2 separate regions of the Oryctolagus cuniculus genome follow, and region 2 is linked to region 1. Evidence: chromatin contacts called from public Hi-C data. All regions are on one chromosome and are shown on one strand. The core of a region is the stretch at or near the end of the contact, and the rest is flanking DNA. Distances in the headings are between cores, read along the strand shown.

Evidence for each region. A called contact is a pair of places that touch in the nucleus more often than the background predicts.
Region 2: a Hi-C map of embryonic fibroblasts shows a contact between it and region 1, with 5 times the contacts expected there. The contact joins the enhancer-like site here to the promoter of GATA6 in region 1. A contact is called at or near these places in 2 of 6 Hi-C or Micro-C datasets (embryonic fibroblasts and skin fibroblasts).

Annotation. Positions count from the first base shown.
Region 1 is chr10:55,504,218-55,509,310 of mOryCun1.1, forward strand. It overlaps GATA6 (GATA binding protein 6), which reads right to left and starts at 2,449. Exons shown (of 7, transcript XM_070050400.1): 1 at 2,337-2,449; 2 at 1-823. The coding sequence starts at 780. It overlaps LOC138844039 (a long non-coding RNA gene), which reads left to right and starts at 2,329. Exons shown (of 2, transcript XR_011379385.1): 1 at 2,329-2,462; 2 at 3,665-4,456.
Region 2 is chr10:55,737,104-55,742,196 of mOryCun1.1, forward strand. No RefSeq gene overlaps it. Among named protein-coding and RNA genes, the nearest start is that of MIR1-2, 52 kb to the right of the region's middle. Within about 2 kb of position 2,813, at least 1 of the 8 cell types and tissues checked has an H3K27ac peak or open chromatin away from gene starts, as enhancers often do.

The DNA of each region.
Region 1 (5,093 bases), core at 1,199-3,698:
CGAGGCGTGCGCCGCGGCTGAGCCGGCGCCGCCAGGCCCCGCGGCCCCGCCGCCCACCGCGGCGCCTCCGCTGCCATACGGGGGACTGTCGGCTGAGGTCTGGGGCCAGCCAGGATGCGCGCCCGCGCCGCCCGCGTGGTTAGCTGGCCCGCTGCCGGCGCCCTGCAGGTACGGCAGGCCAGGCAGCATGGAGCCCACGCGCGTGGTGGGCACATAGACCGGGGAGCTGGCGGCCGCCGCTGCCGCCGCGGCGGCGGCCGCAGAGTGCACGAAGCCGCCGGGCGCGCCGTCGTAAGCGGCCGGCCCCTGGCTGGAGAGAGCGGCGAGGGTCTGGTACATCTCCTCAGGCTGCTCCGACGCGAAGGGGCTCAGCTTGGCGCCGCGGCTGGACCACAGCAGCTTGCTGGCGGTGGCGGCCTGGTCGAGGTCAGTGAAAAGCAGCAGGTCCTCCCAGCTCGACAGGGCGCCCCCGGGGCCAGCGACCCCGGGCGCCGCAGGTCCGTGGGGAGCCCCGAAGGGGTGCGAGGCGTAGGGGCTGAGCAGCAGCGAGCGCGCAGGGGGCCCCGCCGCCGCCTCCGTGTCGAGCTGAGGTGTCCTGCAGTTGCTGGCGCCACTGGGGCCGCGCTCCCCGCCCCGGGAGCAGCAGGAGGAGGACGAGGAAGAGATGGGGGAAGGCGGCGTGGAGGGCTCCCGCCCCGGAAAGGCCCCGGAGTCGCCGGCGTCCGCAGCCGCGGCCCCGAAGCGCTTCGGCAGGCACCAGCCGGCGTCAGTCAAGGCCATCCACGGTCCGGCGCCGCTCCAAGCTGACTTCTAGCTCCTGGGGCTGAGGGCAGGAAGTGGGGAGAAACGGAGAGGGTTTACCAAAACCTCTGGCTATCAGCATACCCTTACCTCCACTCCCTCTTATAGCTCACGAGACTGACTCCTGCCCAAAGATCCCATCGCTGCCCAGGGCGCCGGCGGCCGCTGGGCCGGGAGAGGGCAAGGGAGCCTGCGCAGCCGCCACAGGGCCCTCGAAAGACCGGGACCTTCGCCCTTCCTCGCCCGCACCTCTCGGGAACCCCGGGCCTCCCCGCCCACCCCTGGGCAGCATCCTTCCCCGGCTTGAGCGCCGAACCCCAGGGACGCCTGCTAAGCTGCCCGAGATCTTCTTTCCACCCACAACGTGCTCCCTCCGGGCCCATTAAAGAAACGCAGCGGCCTGTGTGTGTCGCCGCTGGCCCGTCCCGATTCCCTGCACGCCCCCTCCATGGGGGGACGACTCCCCAAAGTGAGCGCGAGGAAGGCAACCTGTCCTCGAAAACGAAACCGCTGCGTTCTCCCCAGCCGGCTCCTCCAGAGCGTCCCGGGCTGCGCCGATCAGACCCGAGCGCGATCCCCCAGAAACCGCAACTCAGCCGGGGAACGTGGGGCAGCCGGAGGGAGACCACAGCCCCGAGCCTTCGAGGCAGGGGGCAGTTCGGGAACCCGGCGGCTCGATGGCCCGGCGGCGCCGCGCACCTCGGACATGGCCCGCGCCTGTCGGCAGCAACGCGCTCACGCCGGCGGGGCCACCCAGGCCCACCCGCGGTCACCCGCGGCCACGGAGCAGCCGGGCCGTTCCGGGATCGGACGTAGCGGGGTGGAGCGCGGCGTGGAGAAAAGGAGGGGGAACGCAGGAGGGGGCGTGAGACCGCCCCGGAGCCGAGGCCACCCCAAAGCCGAGAGCAGGAAGAATGACAGGGAGGCTCGGCGGGGGCGGGGGCGGGAGGCAAGATGCGGCCCGGCAGTCCTCCTCCCGGCTGCTTCCCCAAGCTGTCCCGGCTCATCGGAGATGACCGCATTGAAATCAATGTCCCCCCTCTCCCCAACACACAGACACACACCGGGCAAGCAGCGAGCAAGAAGTTTCTCTGCCCGTCAGACTACCGGCCCCCGCCCCTTCGCGCCGAGATAACTCTCAGATAAGGCTGCGCGCAGATAAGCACTTCGGAGAGAGGAAAAGGCACCAGAAGCCGGTTGCGCTGCGTCCCGGGGACGTGGGAGCGGCTCGAGCCCGGCCGCAGGGGAGGAGGGAGACACCCGCGGAGCCGGCTGCGGCCCGGGAAGGGCGGGAGAGGCGGAGGTCCAGGGGCCTGCCGCCGGTGGGGGGGAGGGGGCGGGAGGAAAGGAAGCAGGGAGAGTGAGCGAGGCAGGGAGAGCGGCCGAACCTCGGGCGGGCGCTGCGCATGGAGAACCGCCGCGGCGAAGGGTGCTCCCAGGCGCGGAGAGAGGTGGCGGGCGCCGGCGGGCGAGCGCGAGTCCGGGGTCTGCGCGGCGCTGCGGAGAATAAAAAGGAGAGAGGAGGCGCCTCTTACTGCTCTGCCGGAAAACTGCAGCCTGCGCTCCTGATTGGATTCGCCGAGCCCTAAACAAACAGCGCTCGCCGAAGGGTGCCAGGCTGTGGGTCGGAACTGCGCTCTGCGAGCAGCTGGGCGCTGGAGGTGAAGAGGAGGAGGAGGAGGAGGAGGGATCGAGGGGAGGAGAGAAAAGAGGGTGGGGAGGGACGGCGGGGGGAGGGGTGAGCGCCGCCCGGGCAGACAATGAGCGCGGCTCAGCCTGCGGGCGTGGGCTGAAAGGCTAGCACGGTCCGCGCCGTGGGGGCGAGTCCACACCGGGGGCGCCCGGCCCAGGGACGTGGGGGGGGGGGGGGACGGAGGCAACCGCATGCCAGGCCTGGCTGGCGACGCACGCCCATCCAGCCGCGGGGCACCCCCAGTTACACATACATACACACACACTCTCACGCTCGCCCACGCGGGGCAACGGAGGGAGCCTTGGCACCGGGAGAGATGGCTGCGCTCAGCCCGGCGCCGGGAGGGGAGCGTCCACTCCCGGGTCAGCGCGCCCTCCGATGGGATGGGGAGCACAAGAGTTTGCCCCACTGGCCCTCTCTGCCCCTCCCTCCGCGCTAAATGAACTTTGTGGCCCGCAGTTGTGTGTGACCGACCGACCTTGGGATGCTAGGGGCTCCGGTAGTGGTGGCTGTCGGGGATCGGGGCTCCTGCGGTCTGGGAGAGGAGCTGGGGAGCCTTTAAAATATATACCAAATTCCTGGGAAGTTTTGGGAAGCTCAGGACATTCCCCAGCTAACCTTTGGGGTCGTGGTGTAAGGAAAGGTTAGTCCCTGTGGTGCGCGGGAGGAGAAGGGACTTCCACATCAGGCGCACCCGGGACACGCTCTCCGAGTTTTGTCTCGTTTGCTCTGAGCTTTCCCTGGAGAACTCCAGGTAAGTGGCAGATAAGCCAACGGAGAGAGGGGCCAGGAGGTCACCTTCTCTGGACCCAGCGCAAATTGAGGCTTCCCCACCCCCACCCTGGCAGGCGCGCGCGCGCGCACACAAACATACACACACACCCCCTTTCTTTGCTCCCTGCGCGGGGTTATCGCGGCGGTGCGCAGACCGCGGCGGTCCGTCGCTCGCGGGCCGGCCACGGGGAACGAACGGCGCGAGGTTATCAGTGCCGCTGTGTCGCTGTGTCTGCCACGGGAGCCCTGATCGGCGTCTCTCTCCCCTCCGCTCTCAGAAAGGGCTTCTTCCGACAGGCGTGACCCTAGAAGGCTGCCCAGAGAGAGATTAACTAGGGCGGGAGGAGTGGTTTTGTTGGGAATGGATTTTTACTTTTTTTTTTTTTTTCTCCCCAGGTAAATCAAAGTAAATGATTTTCTAAAGGTCAGTCTCCCTGAAAGTGTTTGGGCTCTGGGTTTGGGTTTTGTTGTTGTCTTTATTTTTAGTTGGTGTTTTCCAGCAGGGGAAGGGAGAGGAGCCTCGAAGGGCTGGCAGCACAGGGGTCTGTAGGTGTGAGCCCTGGTGGCGCAGGGGCGCGGATCCGTGGCCGCTGCGAGGAGCTGGGGACTGGACTGGGCAGAGTGGGGGTGGAGGGAGCCGGAATCCAGGAAGCTGTGGGGAATTCTTTACTCGTCCTTCGTTGTCAGGTGCTGCTAAAGGCTTCTGAATTTTTAACTTGCTACTGAGTAAAGAAGGTCCCTAAACTGCCCTCGTCCCATGTGACCATTTTTATTACCTTCCCCTGGGGGCCCCACAATCACGGCGCCGGCCCCCACGTCCTGCGTGGCTGCCTTTCCGAAAGGCACAAGGGAGGAAACGAACAGAGCGAGATTCGCCGAGCCGGCCTTTAAAGGTTAACCTGCGTTCGATCGATCGCATGCGACTCCCCGAGGAACCGGCCCGGCCTCGGCTACCCGCTCCGCGCCCGCCGGGGCACCGAAGGTCCCACTCGTTCGGTTCCTTCGCGAATCCCGACCGGGTTCCTAAGCCAGACTGGGCTCTGCAGCAGTCCGTTTGTACGCAGTGTCGGAGCTGCGGTGGGTATGTGACTTCCTACAGTTTTGAAATAATGTTTCTCAGGTTTGCTCTTCAATGTAATTTTTGTTAAAGTTCTTATCGTATTTGTTAAAAATAAATGTCTTGGCTAAGTTGGCGTCCAGGCTGTGAATGGCCTTCAAGCTGGAGCCCCGAAGAGAAGATGGAGCCCCAGGAACAGCCTGACGAGTGTCTAGCGCATTTCTTCCTCTTCGCTGGGAAGGGTGTCAGCCAGGGTTTCCCGGACAGTCCTCACCGCTGACCTCCAGGGTTGAGTTTACCCGCAGCCCTGCAGCCCCGCAGCCGCGTGCGGAGGGCCCTGGGGCCCTGACGCCGCTGGGCAGCGGGGAGCAGCGGATGGACGTTGACCGATTCGACTTTAAGAGGGGGCCCGGCATCTTACTCTGCAAATTCCTAATCTGTAAATATATAAATATAAATTATATATATTATGCATATATATATATATATATATATATGAGAGACAGAGAGAGGAGACCCAAACGAAGGGGAAAACAGGTAATGGCTCCTTCCCAAACTGTTTTGTTTTGTGGGATGCGTTTTCTAGCCCAACGAAGGGTTGGAGAGCACAACGCTTTTCGTGTCAGTTAATTTAAAAATAACAAAACTAGTTAACCCGTAAGATTGGTGCAGACAGAAACGGGCTGTCTGATCTCTGCAATTAGGTTTTCCCAGCGCGCCGGCTTTGGCTCTGGGGACTACACCTCGGGGGACAGGCCTGTTTCCAGA
Region 2 (5,093 bases), core at 1,563-4,062, 230 kb after region 1:
ATGTGGGATGCATGTAGGACGGGGAAGCCCTGGGCCACGGGGAAAGGATGAGCAAAGCTTCGCTTGTCCCTGAGCCCTGGCAAAAGTGGACATCTCAACCCAAGATGGCTGTGTCCTTCTGGGTCCCAGCTGAATGTCCAGCCTTGCGTTATAGATGTCCCTTGACCTTTCTTAGGGACGCAGTGACTCACAGCAAAAAAACAACACATTTTGTCCACAGCACAGACTGTAGTACCAGGGGAGAAGGCCCTGCCAGCAGGTGCACGCCGCGTGTGTGCCGCGGGTGTGTACTCATGTCTGCTGTCCTCGGGTTCTTCCTGCAAGCGGCCTCGGAAGCTGTGGGGTGAGCTCATTCTCCGGGGACGCGCACAGCGGCTTGGCAAACACTGATGAATCTGAAGTGGCAAGGGCCTTCGGTTTCACGGGCCCCCCCAAGGCCAGAGAAGGGTCCCACAGAGCTCGCATGGCCGCAGGGTTTATAAAGTAGGCATGAGTGTATTTTGACTGCAGCCAATTCAGATCATTTTCTATTCATGTTTTCTTCCTTTGTTATTTTTTATTTGAAATTCAGACACAGACACACACACATGGAGGAGGGGGAGAGGGAGAGGGAGAGAGTCAGGTGGAAGTCATGAACCAGGCACTCAGGCACTCCATCTGTGTCTCCCACGTGGATGGCAGGGACCCAAGTACTTGAGCCATCACCTGCTGCCTCCCAGGTGTGCATCAGCAGGAAGCTGGATGGGAAGTGGAGGCAGGACTTCATCACAGACACCCCAGCATGGTTTGCGGGCGTCCCGAGCCGCAGTTGGCCCACTGGACCAAATGGTCACCCCTACTCTCGTTCCCTTTTCCCCACTTGTTCCTGATTCCAGGGGCAGCTTTTGGATGAGGATGCACTAAGGGTCTGTTTATTTGGGATTTAGTTGGATACATTTCTGTAGCTCGGAGCTGCTGAGCCATCCTGCTAGGAGCCCCTTCCTTGCCCAGTGTTGTGACAGAGAGAGGTAAGGGTACCCCAATGTGCTTGTCCATGCATCCGGCTCCAGAAGTTGCTCCGCTGCGGAGGACAAAGGTTTGAACTGGTCTGTAGGGAGACGCCGCCAACCGCTAGTCCAGATGGGAGATTCTGTCCAGAACGTGCTCAGTGGTACCGCAGCCCACCCAGTTATGAGCACGCTGTATTTTTTTCTTTTTGAAGGCAACTACACACAGCGTGACTTCGCAGTTTCCATATTTGCTTGGAGAGGGCAGCTGTGCAACAGGGAGTCACACCTCCCTCTGGGCGCAGCCAACAAGAAATTCTCCAGTACCCACAAGTTGCTGCAGCAACAGCCAAACTCTCCACTTTCTCCACTAAAAACACAATTTCAGAAAAGTGCTGACACAGAGAAAGACAATCAAAGCATACCAAGCCAAGACACCAGCTCGGTAAAGTTCATTCTTAAAAATATGTTTTCACCTGGACTTGCCGAGGTTTGCCATCTCCCTCCCTCCCTCCCTCCTTTCCTTCCTTTCTTTCTTTTTTTTGACAGGCAGAGTGGACAGTGAGAGAGACAGACAGACAGAGAGAAAGGTCTTCCTTTTTCCGTTGGTTCACCCCTCAGTGGCCGCTGCGGCTGGTGCGCTGTGGCCAGCACACCGCGCTGATCCAAAGCCAGGAACCAGGAGCTTCTCCTGGTCTCCCATGGGGTGCAGGGCCCAAGGACTTGGGCCATCCTCCACTGCCTTCCTGGGCCACAGCAGAGAGCTGGACTAGAAGAGGAGCAACTGGGACAGAATCTGGCGCCCTGACTGGGACTAGAACCCCGGGCTGCTGGCGCCGCAGGCGGAGGATTAGCCTAGTGAGTCATGGCACCGGCCAACCATCATTTTTCTAGTTGTGGTTTATTTGCTCATTCTAAATAAAATTGCTTTGGTACCTACCATTGTCACCTGTAACTTTCTGTTATTCTCCTTAAGAGGGAGCCTCCCCTCAGCCGGAGCTGTGGCTTAGTGGGTAAAGCTGCCGCTGTGGTGTAGCCGGTAAAGTTGCCACCTGCAGTGCTGGCATCCCATATGGGCACCGGTTTGAGTCCCGGCTGCTCCACTTCTGATCCAGCTCTCCACTATGGCCTGAGAAAACAGCAGAAGATGGTCCAAGTGCTTGGGCCCCTGCACCCACGTGGGAGACCTGGAAGAAGCTCCTGGCTCCTGGCTTCAGATTGGTGCAGCTCCAGCCATTGCGGCCAATTAGGGAGTGAACCAGTGGATAGATGCCTCTCTCTCTCTCTGTGTGTGTGTGTGTGTGTAACTCTTTCAAATAGATAAATAAATCCTAAAAAAAAAAAAAAAAAAAAAAAAAAACAGGGAGGCTCCCCTCAATCCAGAACCCCTTCCTGAATGCGCACAGCAGCTCAGTAGCTGGGCAGGGCCATGGAGTCCCTGGTGTTCGTGTCTCCGGCAGAGAGGCCACGTGCCAGTCCACCCAGGGCCAGGGCTCGAGGCCACAGCACTGGCACACAGGTGGCACTCTATATGTGTGCAGTGGGTGACTTGCCTTAGATCCATCACCTCTTGCTCTAAGGCCTGCCTGACATACAATAATTGCAGGATATAGCATTTTACAGAACACATTTGCATGCTATGGACAGCAATTTGTAACTAAAACACCCTGTGGAAATAAGGAATAAGTTGGAACTCAGCTCCTTCCACACAGTGGGCAGCGTGGGGATGGAGCGCACATGCCAGGTGGACGCCCTCCTGAATACAGCAGGGTGGTGGTGAAGAGAACCCATGAATGTCCCAGGAATGACCAACCTGTCTGCACTGCCAAGTCATGGAGCGGTCAGGGCAGACGCAAGGCTGGAATTCACTAAGAGGGTTCTACTGACCTCTTGTGGGAGAGACAGGTTGGTACACCCAGTAAAGACCAAATCTGGGAAAAATTCAAGGAGCAGAAAGGTGGCGTGGGTTACTCACTGCCCAACCCGAAACCCTGTTTACTGTTGTTTCTCCCATCAGCCTCTTTCCTGACACTTCAGAGCCATCGTCAAGGGCAGCAGGTGCATAATGTCAGGAGTGTGGGCTTTGGAGTTGTGCCTTTTTAAAGATACAAGAAAGGAAGGAATAGAGGAAGGACAGAGGGAGAGAAGAGAAAAAGAACACCGGTTTTGGATCTTCACACAACTGCTGATGCATGAGATTGTACACATTGGCTGGATCTGGGCTTCCCTGCACTCCTGCCTGAAGTGAAACTCACAGCTTGAATCAGATGTGCATAACGTGCCCTGCATGGCACACAGTAGGTGCTACATTAATGTTTATATTGCCACCATTAAATATGATGATGAAGTATTTACTCTGTATCATGATACTTATTACAGTTAGTTCCCACCACTAGATAGACTATCGAGAGAGAGAGAGAGGGAGAGTAGAGAAGGAGGGGGAGAGAGAGAGAGAGAGAGAGAGTTTTCTTGAAACAGCAGTTCCCTCCGTGGAGAGCCTGTTTGATGTCTCTAACATCCACTTGCAAAATGGAAAACTCCTCACTCAAGAAGCCTGCTTCTCCTGCAGCAAACAGAATTCCAGAGGGGCTGGCGGGGAGGGGCCTTTCCCCAGGGCAACTGCTAGCCAGCCCCGGGCTCCCCCATCCCCTCCCTCCCCACCGCAGAAGGAATTCCCCTTGCTCCTACCTGGAAGTCAACACTCCACTGGGACTGGAAGGAGCACTCCCGTTTCCTAGCCTGGGACTCAGGACAACCCATGTCTGGCCTAAGAAGCCTTCAGCTCCCAGGAGGCTGGACGTCTTGAGCAGGGATGTTCCGGGCAGACAGAGAGGAGAGGAGGACGCTGTGGGACCCCATATACCTGGCCTCTGTGGTTCCAGGGGCCTGGGCCATGCCTCTTCATTCTTTCTCCCCTTCTTCCCAGAGGAGGTCAGCAGGATTAGTAGACACTGAACCAAACTGGAGAGACAGTGTCACTTCTTTTTATTTATGAATGATCTTCCATTGTAAAGATTCAGTACAGGATGTTTAACCATTCAGCTATTGAGTAACAACAGGGTTGTTTTCAGCTTGAGGCAATTAGGAATAAAACTTCATGTGCAGATTTTTATATGAAGTGTTAAGTTTTCAACTTATTTGGTCAAATTGCAAATATGGTGATACTATGGTTAGTTTTCCAATTGTCTTCTAAAGTGGCTGGATCATTTTGCCCTACTACTAGCAATGAATGAGATTCTACAACTGCACTTCCTTGTAGGCATTTGGTAATGTTAGATTTTGGGTTTTAGCCATTCCACCAGATGGGTGGCAGTATCTTATGTTGTTCTATTGTTTTTTTTTTTTTTAAAGATTTATTTATTTATTTGAAAGAGTTACACAAAGAGAGGAGAGGAAGAGAGAGAGAGAGAGAGAGAGAGAGAGAGAGAGAGAGAGAGTCTTCCATCCATTGGTTCACTTCCCAATTGGCCGCAATGGCCAGAGCTGCGCTGATCTGAAGCCAAGAGCCAGGAGCTTCTTCCGGGTCTCCCATGCAGGTGCAGGGGTCCAAGGACTTGGGCCATCTTCCACTGCTTTTCCAGGCCAAACAGAGAGCTGGATCAGAAGTGGAGCAGCCGGGACTCAAACCGGTGCCCATATGGGATGCCACCACTGCAGGCAGCGGCTTTACCCACTACGCCACAGGGTCAGCCCCTCATGTCTGTTGTAAATTGCAATTCCAAGACATACGATGCGCAGCATCTTTTCATTTGCTTGTCTCCTGTCTTTAGTGAGGTGTCTGTTCAGCTCTTTGGCCCATTTTTAAAACTGAGTTATTTACTTATTATTCAGTTTTAAGACTTCTTCATATATTTTGGATTCACATCCTTTATCAAAAGTAGTTTGTGGGGTCGGTGCTCTGGTGGTGCCACCTGCAGTACCAGCATCCCATATGGGCACCAGCTCGAGGCTCTACTTCCTATCCAGCTCTCTGCTATGGCCTTGGAAAGCAGTGGAAGATGGCCCAAGTCCTTGGGCCCCTGCACCCACGTGGGAGGCCAGGAAGAAGCTCCCAGCTCCCAGCTTTGGATCGGCCCAGTTCTGACTGTTGCAGCCATTTGGGGAGTG